2 separate regions of the Rattus norvegicus genome follow, and region 1 is linked to region 2. A link is a contact called in public Hi-C data. All regions are on one chromosome and are shown on one strand. Each heading gives the region's core, a stretch centred on a gene start, on an enhancer-like site or on the middle of the called end of the contact. The rest is flanking DNA. Distances are from core to core; before and after follow the strand shown.

Region 1 (6,131 bases), core at 1,712-4,211, 280 kb before region 2:
TGCAGGGAGAATGTTGTTGGGGTTAAGTCACCCTGGGGGACTTCCTCCTGCCATAAGTGTCCACAAGGAAGAAAGCTTGAAGTCATGTAAAAGTTAAAGAAGTTTCTCTTACAAGATAGTATACCGGCACTGCATACTAATGGGGAACCCAAGGGACCTTCCATGTTCCGTTACTGTGGCACTTTGGTGTGGGAGCAGAAAGGGCCTTGTGCTTTTTAACTGGAGAAAGGAGCCAGGGATATAGCCATGTTATGCTATATCTTAACTCCAAACAAGGAAAAATGTCCTAAATAATTTCATCAAACTTCCACCACCAGAAATCAGCTTATAAACATGTCACATGAACATACAAACATTATGAAATGATAAGGGTCGAAGTGTGCTAGTTAGCTAGACAGACAGTCTGGCTTCTCCGGATGCTCAGGGTCCTTGTGATGCAAGCTGTCACGGGCGTCACTGCACTCCTTCATTTGCTACCTGAGCTTGTCAGCTACATGCAGTGAGAGGCTACTGGTAGCATAGTTTAACCTTAGCATTAATCCCCTCTCCCCAAATTCCTGAGCAGAAAGGCAGACGAGGCTTGAATTCAAGGCATGGAGAAGAGAATAGAGTTGGGAGATTATAGCCAGCCTTCAGCCAATGACTGTTGGCGGGTGGTTGCCATGGTGACGACAGTGCTGGAAGTTTCCTGACAAATGTTTTCAGAGTCGGGTTGTGAAAGAGGGCACAGGCTATTTTCCAACAAAACCAAACAAAAAGTCTACAATTTTGAATCTAACTTGTCAGATTTGGTTTTGAGGAAGTTTTAAATGTAAAATAAGGAATGAGAGGTTTATGAAAACCTAGTTTTTTTTAATATTAAAATCATGGAGTGTGTTCTGTATTTCTGATGTCCGTATTCTTTTAATTTCAATATTCTGATCTATTAGTGGGAGGTAGATGCTTAGTGTTTTCAGTTAAGAGACTCAAGGTCTTATTTTGTTATTTTGTAGTATAATGGATCTAGCTTGGTAAATGCACCAAAGGTGTGTGTGCATGTGAGTATGCCTGTGCATGTGCGTGTGCGTGCGTGTATGTGTGTGTGTGCATGTGTGTGTATGTGTGTGTGCATATGTGTGTGTGCATGTGTGCGTGTGCATGTGCGTGTGTATGTGTGTGCATGTGTATGTGCACATGTGTATGCATGTGTGTGTGCATGTGTGCATGTGTGCATGCGTGTATACATGCATGTGCACATGTGTGCATGTGTGTGCACATGTGTGCATGTGTGCATGTGTGTGCACATGTGTGCATGTGTGTATGTGTGTATGTGTGTGTGCATGTGGATGTCTATATGTATGTCTGTATATATGTGTATATATGAATGAATTCCTCATTGTCATCATGAGGGAATTAAAAAGTCATAGTGTGGCCCATGTCTGTTAACATTCTGTGATTTAATGCTGTTGGCCGTGATGGATTTCATAAAATCAATAGGTGCTGACCCCAGTGTGACTCACTTACCAAGAGAACCTGAGACTAGAGAGATGGCTCGACGGATAAAGCCCTTGCCACACAGGCACGGGCACCTGAGTTCAAATCTCCACCATGCGCATAGCTGCCAGGCATGACAGAATTCTCTATAATCCTAGTACTGGGTAATCAGACACAGGAGGATCCTACGGGCTCACTGGCAAACCGGCTTTGCCTAATCAGTGAAGTCCAGGCTCAATTAGAGAACTTGTCTCGAAAAGTGAGGTGTAAAGTTACAGAACAAGATCCTGGTGCCAACCTTTGGCCTCCACAGGTACATAAACCTCCACACCACAAAACATACACAATTTAAAAATAAAGATACAATCAGGGATTGTATTTGATGGGGAGCTTGCAAACTTTTCACAGCAGCAGCTGTACTGAGTCCTACCCTCCTCTTACTCTGTGCCTTCCGTCTGCTCCCCTCCAACCTTGCGTTGTGAGAGTTGTTGAGCCTCCACCCTGGGGGAGGAGGGGTCAGTCCTGGCCTTTGCGGTTGGATTTCTTGGCTTCACCGAGCTTTTATGCCACTAGAGCCAGTTTCCCGTCCTCCAGGCGCCTCTTCCCTGAACTGGCTCCAGCTTCCCAGAGCTGCAGCAGAGGTTAGCAGTGTAAGCAGCAGCTCTCGTGGACAGTGATGCGGACTGGAGGTAACTCCAGCTATCATGACGGGATCATCCAGACAAGGGGACGGTCAAGTAGGGCTTACAGTCCACTTGAGTTTTTCTGATTGTAAAACCAGCCATTTTTCAATTTAAATAATTTAAGGATCCCAGCGTCCCTATAGTCTCAGTCTCATTTAGCCTCTTATTAGCTAATAGTTTCTCTAGTTCAAGAGGTGGAAGGGAAGATACAGTTAATTCACAACAGCAAGTAGCGTAAACAAAAAAGCAAAAATCAAAAAGACAAAACAAAGCGAAAACCCAAACCATGCGAAGGCAAAGGGAAGACACAATAGGAATCTATACAAATAACCATAATTGATTTTAAAAGTTAATTAAAAGAATCAAAGGAAGCCAGCACTTTGAGGCCCAGCATGTATCAATAAGTAGATGACACAGGAGAATAGATTAGAAAATTGATCTAAGCTAACTAGATGGGAAGAAACAGAGCTCTTGGTTTTACCTTAAGCACCCCCAAATTCTTCCCTGGGCCTTTCCCTCATATTTCCTAACAACGTTCCGTAGATAGAAACCCCGAGATGAATGAGAGGAAGCAAGCAAACAAAATCAAGTTCCAACCTCCCAAAGGGGTAGGATGGTTCAGAGACTCTGCTTTGACTCCTTGTGACAGCAAAGGCAGACACTATAGTGGACACAGGGACTCTGTAACAGCAGAGGCAGACACTACAGTGGACACAGGGACTTTGTGACAGCTAAGGCAGACACGACAGTGGACACAGGGACTTTGTGACAGCAGAGGCAGACACGACAGTGGACACAGGGACCCTGTGACAGCAAAGGCAGATGCTACAGTGGACACAGGGATCTGTGAAGGCTAAGGCAGACACGACAATGGACACAGGGACTCTGTGACAGCAGAAGCAGACACTAGAGTGGACACAGGGTTCTGTGACAATTAAGGCAGATGCTACGGTGACACAGGGACCCTGTGACAGCAAAGGCAGATGCAACAGTGGACACGGCAATTCACTTATGAGCACTTTACCCTTTTGACTTTTGAAGTCTCCATTACTTTTCATGTCTCTGAGCTTGAGCATGACCACAGGAGTAAATACTCTGCCTCTGGGTGGATCTCCAGAGAGCAATGCAACAAGAAGGCAGAATTTTCCTGCCATTTCCAGAAGCTTCTCTGGGTAGTACCACATTTTCTGTTCTCCTGTACTAGAGACGTGAAGATGGTCTTAGGATCACAAGTTAACTGTGCTCATGTCTGATTGCACTATGTGTCAGCCCATTGCCACCCGACAGAGACCACCGAATGACCAGTCAGAGAAAACACTTTCTGTCTGAGATAGGGCCCGTGGTACCACCAAGAACTGAATCTGATTGCCAGACACTCTGAGCTATGACAGACAAGTAAGGTATGCGGGCTTCTGAATGAAGAAAGTCTTGTGTCAGCCCCTGAAAGGACTCTTTGTGTCTGAAGGACAACACGGCCAAGGAGTCTGGAGGGGATGAGGTCAGAAAGTGGGCTGTGCCTGAGTCCTTCCTCCCTTTCCCCTTCATATTTCCTTTCCAAACAACACATGCACACGTTCCTGCATTACCACAGAAGAACCTCAGAGGCATCTCCTGATGCATAAGTGGTCCTCAGGAGGTCACCAGGCTGTGCCTTTAGCACTGGTGGGCACCCTCAGGCCCCCTGCCCTTTTCTCTCAGTTTAGAATCAGGGGGAAAAAAGTCCAACAAAACAAATAAAAAACCAAAGAACAACAACAACAAAACAAACACAGCCAGCTCAAACTACAAATGTCAGAAATACCCAGAACTATTGGGGCTGCTCCCTGACTTAGTATTGGTGGTGCCACTCCCCAGCTCTGCCAGCACTGTAGGTGACAGGCTCCGCTTGCCTAACAGATTCCTGGACTCCCAGCACCTGAGCTCTGTGCTTACCTATTTGTTGAGGGAGTGAAAAAGTGGGATTTCCTTTCTATAAGATGAAGGTAAGGAGGGGTAAGTGTGCACACAGTTAACAAATTACTTGGTAGGGCTTTTTGTTTGGGCTGTTGCTTATTTAAGAACTCCCCAAAACGTGTTCAATAAAACATTAGGCTCAGAGAATAAAGGCAGCAAATTTTCACAAAAGCTATGTTTGCATATATGTGTAATGAAACTTGCAAATAATATAATTTGGGGTGATCCATACATATATACAAACTATATATATCATATATATGTGTGTATGCATGTATGTATATATCAGAGTATTCACTCCTGAACACACACACACACACACACACACACACACACACACACACACACACATTTCCTCTACTGTTTTTCAACTTTCACTATGAATTGCCTAGATAAAGATATTGTGTTCTATGTCCCTAAATATATCATGTTATCCTGTCATGTGGCAAAGCTTACGGGAATTGTATTTCAACAGATGCATTTTTGGAAAATCTGTAACTCAATTTACCTTAATTTATTCTATGTTTCTTACATTTGAATTCAAGTCCTAATAAAAATTTCCACTTTGGAAAAAAAAAAAAAAAACAAAAACCTTCCCAGTTAAGACCAATGAGCCATGAGCTTTTAAATGCTGTGTTGGTCACCTTTACATTCTGTGTGATTTAAAAACCACACTCACATTTAAAAAATTACCTCCAAAATATCACTGTCCTAGGGAACAAAAGATGGACCAATACTTTAATAACACAATTATGCACCCAGAAATAATAGTACGGCGGAGACAAAGGGCAGGACAGGGTACAAGCTCACGTCTTGACTCTGAGCACAGGGCTATTTCCCCCTCAGTGTGTGCCTTTAGTAACAGAATGTCTACACAATGAGCAGCGATGTGGGGGCAAGTCCACCATAGTTCAAGACTGAGAAACAAAGTTGACTATGTCACAGTTTCGGTGGATAATCCTGTGTATACTGTGCATCCCTATGTACCTCACACACATCCAGCAGCCGTGGCACAGGTTCTCTGAGCTTAAGGGACCAAACCGTTACCAGCCCCCTGTTCTCTACAGCCTCAGTGTCCCCAAGAAAACTTAGTTTGAAAATAACAATGCTTAATAGCCTCTAAGGTTCTTCTCAGATTGTCCTCTTAGGAAAGCGGGAAAGAGCTTGGGAGTCGGGGAGGCTAAAGGAGAAAACAAGTGTTGACGTGGGTAGAGGCCGTGGGGCTGAAGGAGACCAGTGGAAACACATTCTGTTGGAACGTGTTACCTTGGTATCTAATACATTATGTGCTGATTTAAAAGATAAAAACATAAAAGAACATTTTGCTCTCGCTTCTTGGAATAATATTGAAATGACAAAGAATGTGTCCAGACTGAAGCTCGTGGGCCCCTGGAATTTTATACAGACCCATGTAGCCTTCAGTTGTTCAAGGACAGAACTGTGTTGTACTATGTGTGGCCAGCACCTTTGTAATTTCAACATATAGCTTAGATTTATAAAAAAAAAAAGAAAAAAGTAAGGGAAATATTTCCAGAATGGGCTTAGAGGATTTGCGGATACAGCTGAACATGTAAACCTGACAGCAAGTTCAAACTGCATGTAAATATCATCCCAGAGAAGTTGCCTGTTTATATTGTTTTCTGAGACCCTCTTAGTTTTTAATGAGCAAGGTTTAGCTAAAAACAAAAAGTGTTAATTACATAAATATGCTTATTCTCAAAGCATAACACTGTGTTATGATTAATAAACAATGGAGAAATGAATACAGAAGTGTTTCAGCAGAAATGCTGTTGCACAAACAGTCTTGGAAATCACTACATGTTTATTGGGAAAATGCTTTACTTCTCGCAGAGCCACAAAAGCAACATTAACCTTCTTGAAATGCAATAGCAAAGTCAGAGACGTGTGGCTCCCCAGCAGGCACAGTAAAGTCGGAGACACAGGACCGCCAGCAGGCGTGGGACCAGCCATTTTCTGAAGAAGGTAAACAGAATGTAACACGTACTTAACGCTACAACAGGG
Region 2 (6,073 bases), core at 625-3,124:
CTATCAATGATTACTTTATACAATACATGATGTAACATAGGTTTTTTTTTAAATGCTCTGTATATTAAATAGGCCCAAACTGTAAACATCAGGAGGATTATAGAATTTAAAAAATTTACCCCAAAACAATGTAGCCTGCTTAAAAGGTGTGAAGTATAGTTTCTACATAAACTCCTCGTTCTATCCCTCTTAGAGTTCTTATTTGCATAGCCATAATATAACAACTAAAATCAATAAATTGCATTGGTATCAAACTGTTAACTGAATTTCAAACTTCACTCAAATGTTACCAGTTTTCTATTCATAGCCTTTCTTTGTTTTGCCCTAATACAGAACCCTAAAATTGGTCTCGTCTGTTTCCTTAGTCTCCCCAATGAGTGACAGATCTGACTCTGCCTGGTCTGTCATGACCCCGTTACTCTTGGCGAGTTACTGGTCAGTTACTTTGTAGACTTCCCTTTTATTTCCCTGTCTTTTCTAATGATTCTATTGAGGTTACGATGCTAGACCCTATCTCTGGTTCATCTTACCAGGGGGTACATGATATGAAAAATCTTATATCTGGAAGGTTCAGGCTGGTCATAGGTGAGATGGCACGGGCTGGGGCAGCTCATTGTTAACCGATTTCCCACTGTAGTTACCAAATTTCTCTGATTTCCTCTTACTTCAGAGTGAGGTGTTGGCCTCAGGCCCCGTTAGCCCCTCTAGCAGCTTGCTTTTCTGATCTATTACGGGCTCAAAAATCAGGAAGAGACAGCTTGACCGAATGCTAAATCTTTTTAGAAATTGTGCTCTGAACAAGAGTTTCTCACAAACTTGTGAAGTTAGCTTTGGTGATGTTTGGGTAGTTTTGTGGTTTCACATCTTTCTCAGTCTGGGGTGTTTTCATCTGGCATCTACGTCATTGTTCATAAGCTTTAATGACTAGCCTTCCATGTGGAGCCCTCCTTTGGAGGGATTTACAGATCAGGTGTAGAGCCCTTAAGAAAAAAAATGGGCTTGAGCTATGTCCAGAAATTGGGGTTATTTTCTACTTCCTGCCACAGTGGTCATGAGAGTGCATCAAAACAGGAGTGTAAAGCCATTGATTTCATAAGTATCCACTGTCTCAGTCATGAGAGGACAGTCTGCTATAATACTCATAAATCAAATGCTACCTTCTGTTGACACACGCTAACTACTCTCTCTAAATCTTTAAACCTTACACTCCCAGTTCCAGATCAATAGTCCAAAGAACCAATAGATAATACACCTTCATGATGCTACTCATATCAAGGAAGAGGGTTTCTGGAATGGTTTTTTTCCCCACAGAGCCACCAAACCCACACCTCCTCTTGCTTGTGGGATTTCACTGAAACTATAATTTCTAAATATTTAAGAGAATAGTCCTTTTCTTTGTGCCTCACACAGCTCTCCTTCATTTAAAAGTTCTATGTGAATTATATGCATTTCCTCCCAGAACAAGCTATATTTAACATATAGTTAGTATTTATCATGTGCATAAGGTGTTTTTGTTTATACCATTTTTATTTGATGAGGTTAGACCTGGCCCATTTCTTCTGGTTTATACAAACCTAGTAAGAACCCAAACATTCTCAAACAGCATGTCTTTAAAACATGTGCATGGCAGTTATCTGTCTCCCTGGTGCACAGTTCATAAAGATGATTGAGCTGGCTGTTGTTCTGTTGTTTAATCTGATAATTAGGCAATCACTAAATCTTACACTTTCTTACAGAAAATGTTAATACACATTGAGAAAACCAAAAGCAGAGAACTGTAATCTGGACGATAAAATGCATTACTCTGTTTAAAAGGATTGTTTCACAGGCACAATTAACAATCAGCGGCCACAGTGTAGACGGTGTTTTGATGCCATCTGTTGGAATAAGCCTTCTCACTGTCTGGAGTGAAGCCATAATTTTCCGTTTACAGTTTCATTAGGCAACACGCAAGATTAACAGCTCCCCAAAGCAGAGAAATCCAGACACTTTCACTGTTACAGCCTCCTATAAACAGTTAGTTGGTAAGCTACTAAAATTTCCTGAACGTGTGATTAGAGAGCTGGCTGTAAGACCACACATTTCTATGTTGGTTCCAGCCTTAAAATACGAACAGCTCAAACGCCAATGACTTTTCTACTGCTGGTCTCAGTACTGAAGAGTGGATTGCCACTCTTTTTGCTTATTTCTGATGTCCATTAACTTCTAAAAATAATTTACCTAGGCCTAAATACCCTATAACAATATCAGTGAAGAAAGTTAGCAACCCGCCCAATGTAATGTATTGCTCTTTACTGTTTAAATTAGACTATTAAATGCCAGATCAAAATCTCTGGGGTTTCTAATACACTAGGGGGTGCTAGCTCCCTACGTGTATACAGTTAGTAGGCAAACTTTTACCATGATTAGTTTGGGGAATTACAAAAGTTGACCTTACCCAAAAAAAAAAAAAAAATCTTTAAGAGTAGATGCACTCTGCTGTGTATAAAGGAAGGAGGGGGAAGGAAGTCTTATTTATATCCCTAAGACTGAAACAGCAAGGGTCTGGGAAGAGCATCTCCACCAAAAAGGCAATGTCACTACCAATGCTGTATCAATATGGCCTTTCTCTGTGACTGGATCATTAACTGCTGTTTCCATGGAACCTGAGCAAAGTCCAGAGCTCATCAGACACAGACGTGCAGACTGAGTTTCCGGGATACCTCTCATGTCAACTGCTCTACGAAGGCAAGCCATTGGGCAGAAGAGGCTTCTTGCTGTAGACTTTATAGGCTCTGATCTCAAAGAGAAGATGTGTGTCATGACTCAAAATGAACTCAGGACACTGCCCCTTTAGATGCATATGTAAAGAGTTGATGTATTTGCAGAATGGCTGGTTCTTCCAGGCAGAATTATCATAAAAACGACAATGATGTTTATATCTTAACAAACATTAAGCAAGTTATTTGAGATTCTTTTCCATTGATAGGCTGTTCAGACAGCCTCAAATGGTAAGATGTCACCCTGAAGAGCTTGGCTGGTCGGTTGGCTGGTCAGTCACTTAATGAGTTAGTAACTGGTGACTTTCTGCAGATCTTGGCACAGCTGCAGAGGGAAAGTGTGCATGCACAGATGCACACAACTACAAGCACACACAGACAGACACACACACACACACACACACACACACACACACACACACACACACTTCTATAGTTCTATTTCTCTAGGTAACCCTGACAGTGTAAAGTGTCCTGCCCGAATTCTACCTTGCAGAAGTGTTCTCTCTGAAAATACATACATTTTAAAGCACACACTTAAAAGGACAGCATCCTAGGCTCATTTTGAATCACTACAGATTCATCATAGATCAAGTAGATCTTTGAGAGCAGGGACAAAATCTGCCATTGTAAACCGTGGAGAGTGAGCTGAAGGCAAGAGAATGCCTTTCAGATGGTCACAGCTATCAGAAGCGTCAACTCTGATGACATGTGCCACTCTGCTTTGGGGAATCCGAGTCTTTTGCTGTGTTCTTTCCATCTCCCCAGGGACAAGCCAGCTTATGTCCTGTATTGGGCTTGTTCTTGAGTCTGGACTACTGGGGCTCATTTCTAATTCTGCCCTGTGTTAGACTCATCACCATATGTAATCTACTTAGCCTGTGCCTCCATGTTAATTTAGAACTTGCCATTTTTCATTTTCTGCATGACTAATGCTCCCTGTCCCCGTCACCATCATTTTAAAAGTCTCCCAGTGGGCTTCCAGCCTCAAAAATACGTTCCCAATGTAGCTTCCACCAAGCTCATTTTAAATTTGATAAAATTAAAATTCACATAATGACTTTACATTAAACTCAAGTTCAAGTCCTTATAATGGCTTAAGTGGTCCACATGCTGCTCTGCTGTTGGCCTCTGGGATCGTCTCCTCCCCTCCTCATCTGCTTCGGAGAGTTCAACGTCAGATCTTGCAGGCCTTGCATTTGGGCCTTTGCTATAGTGGTCCAGTTAGAACCGTCCTTCAATACCTGCCCTCTGGTGGGTCTTCTACCTTTCTTTCTTGTGAGGTGACTCTTTCTCTGCTTAATAAGCACGCACCAATCCTCATCCTTGCCACTCCCCAGTGTTCCTGGTGACCCTGCTTGCCCTATTATTCTTTTTCGTGCCATATCTCACTTTTCAGCAAGTATGAAATTTATTAGTTTAATGTTCTTTGCCATCTTCCTTCTCTAGCTTCATAAGACAGGGACTTTCTCCATTTTGTCCATAGCATATGCTTACAGCTGTCATTTTTAAACATTGCAGTAGTATGCTCAGTAAGGTAATGGTGTATGTTAGTGGCTTTGTTGCCCTGCTATGGAGAAACCCAATTTTCTTCTTCTTCTTCTTCTTCTTCTTCTTCTTCTTCTTCTTCTTCTTCTTCTTCTTCTTCTTCTTCTTCTTCTTCTTCTCTCTCCCTCCAACCCTCCCTCCCTCCAACCCTCCCTCCCTCCAACCCTCCCTCCCTCCAACCCTCCCTCCCTCCCTCCAACCCCCCCTCTCTTTCTCAATTTCTCTCTCTCCTTCTCTCTCTCCCTCTCCCCCATCCTCTCTCTCTCTCTCTCTCTCTCTCTCTCTCTCTCTCTCTCTCTCTCACACACACACACACACACACACATATTCAATATTCAATCACAGTGGCTAGGTTACCATGTGTATTTTGTTTTGTTTTTTTGAGACAGAATTTCTCTTTGTATCCCTGGCTACATGTAGACCAGACTAGCCTTGAACTCACAGAGATCCTGCCTTCCTCTGCCTCTCCGGAGATTAAAGGGGGAGATAAAAGACGTATTACCACTACTCAGCATGACTGTTGTGTTTTGTTACTTTTGTTACTATTGTTTTAATGGTTTTGATGTTATTTTAAAATTCTAGTGCCAAGACAGTGTTACTTCTTTGGACATTTTGGTCACTGATGTACCTGTATATACCTCACAGGATTTACCTTTGCCATTATCTTGGTTACCCTCCAGAATGTGATTATAGTAGGAAATTCTTACTGAAGACATCACTTTCTTGAGTTCTAGAACATGATGAAATCAGTCTGGTATGGACCTGGAGGCCTCATCATCCCTTATGGCTGATACAGTGCTAGGAGGTGCTATACAAGGTGCTAGAGGGAAATGTACTCCTCCACCACACCCAGCTATTAACTCCGTAAGCTACAATAATCACTGGCCTAGAAGGACACACCCACTGGTGCAATAGCGACATAAGCATCCTAGGAGTAACAAACTACTTCCTGATTGGATTTCATTCTCACTCTACAAAACGGAACTAATGCCTGGCACCATCACCCAGCTAAGAACCTGTGACTAGATGAGTTATGCAACCTAGGGCAGGACCTATTACAGCTGAGCTGCTAAATGGATACAGTATTACACTCACTTCTACTGACCTATCATTATACGCATTGATCAACGCCTCTCTTAACCACTATCTGAGGAGCTTCTGTTTTAACCAGATGGTGAGTAACATAGAGACCCACAACTGGCCAAGATGCAGAGTATAAAACACTAGAGAACGTCTAGGCTAAAGGGAACTAGATAGTAATCCCCCTTCCAAAGCTCAGAGTCATTGCAGAATTGGGGACATAAAGAGGATAGGAGCCAGAGGCCGTGGATGACTACGAAGAAACTATGTTCTGGACACAGCAGGTCAGCTGCACATATAAACTCACAGCAGTTGTAACAGTGTGCACAGATTCTGTGCAAGCCCATGTTAGACTAAATGCCAGCATGGAGAGAGGAAGTTGGGCAGCTGATCTAACTTAACCGTGGTGCTCTTAACAACTGATAGCTGTTCTGAAAGGGAGAGGTAATTTTTTTTTCTAACAGTCCAGCCCCCGGTAAGTCTACTACTCTCCAGTGGAAGAGCACACATCCCAGAATATTTAAGTAGCACAAATTGTTCATTATGGGTTTTAAAAAGAATAGGACACAAAGTTGAAGGAATAGGGAAGAAGCAGATCTGGAAAAGTTGCAGAAGGAAAGTGAAAAATGACCAGAACACATTGTTTTAGAACTCTCAAAGAAGTAATAAAAATTATTTTTAAAAGT

The links. Hi-C and Micro-C count contacts between places; a contact is called where the count stands out from the background.
Region 1: a contact with region 2 is called in a Hi-C map of Schwann cells, with 6 times the contacts expected there. The contact joins two enhancer-like sites. A contact is called at or near these places in 1 of 12 Hi-C or Micro-C datasets (Schwann cells) and 1 of 1 datasets of contacts at active chromatin or transcription factors (oligodendrocytes).

The regions. Positions count from the first base shown.
Region 1 is chr2:119,365,266-119,371,396 of GRCr8, reverse strand. All of the region lies in intron 3 of LOC103691527 (a long non-coding RNA gene), which reads right to left. Among named protein-coding and RNA genes, the nearest start is that of Sox2, 97 kb to the left of the region's middle. Within about 2 kb of position 2,961, at least 41 of the 93 cell types and tissues checked have an H3K27ac peak or open chromatin away from gene starts, as enhancers often do. A contact at or near this core is called in Schwann cells, where this site is marked.
Region 2 is chr2:119,087,017-119,093,089 of GRCr8, reverse strand. The region is part of intron 2 of LOC103691527 (a long non-coding RNA gene); the gene reads right to left. Among named protein-coding and RNA genes, the nearest start is that of Dnajc19, 220 kb to the right of the region's middle. Within about 2 kb of position 1,874, at least 3 of the 93 cell types and tissues checked have an H3K27ac peak or open chromatin away from gene starts, as enhancers often do. A contact at or near this core is called in Schwann cells, where this site is marked.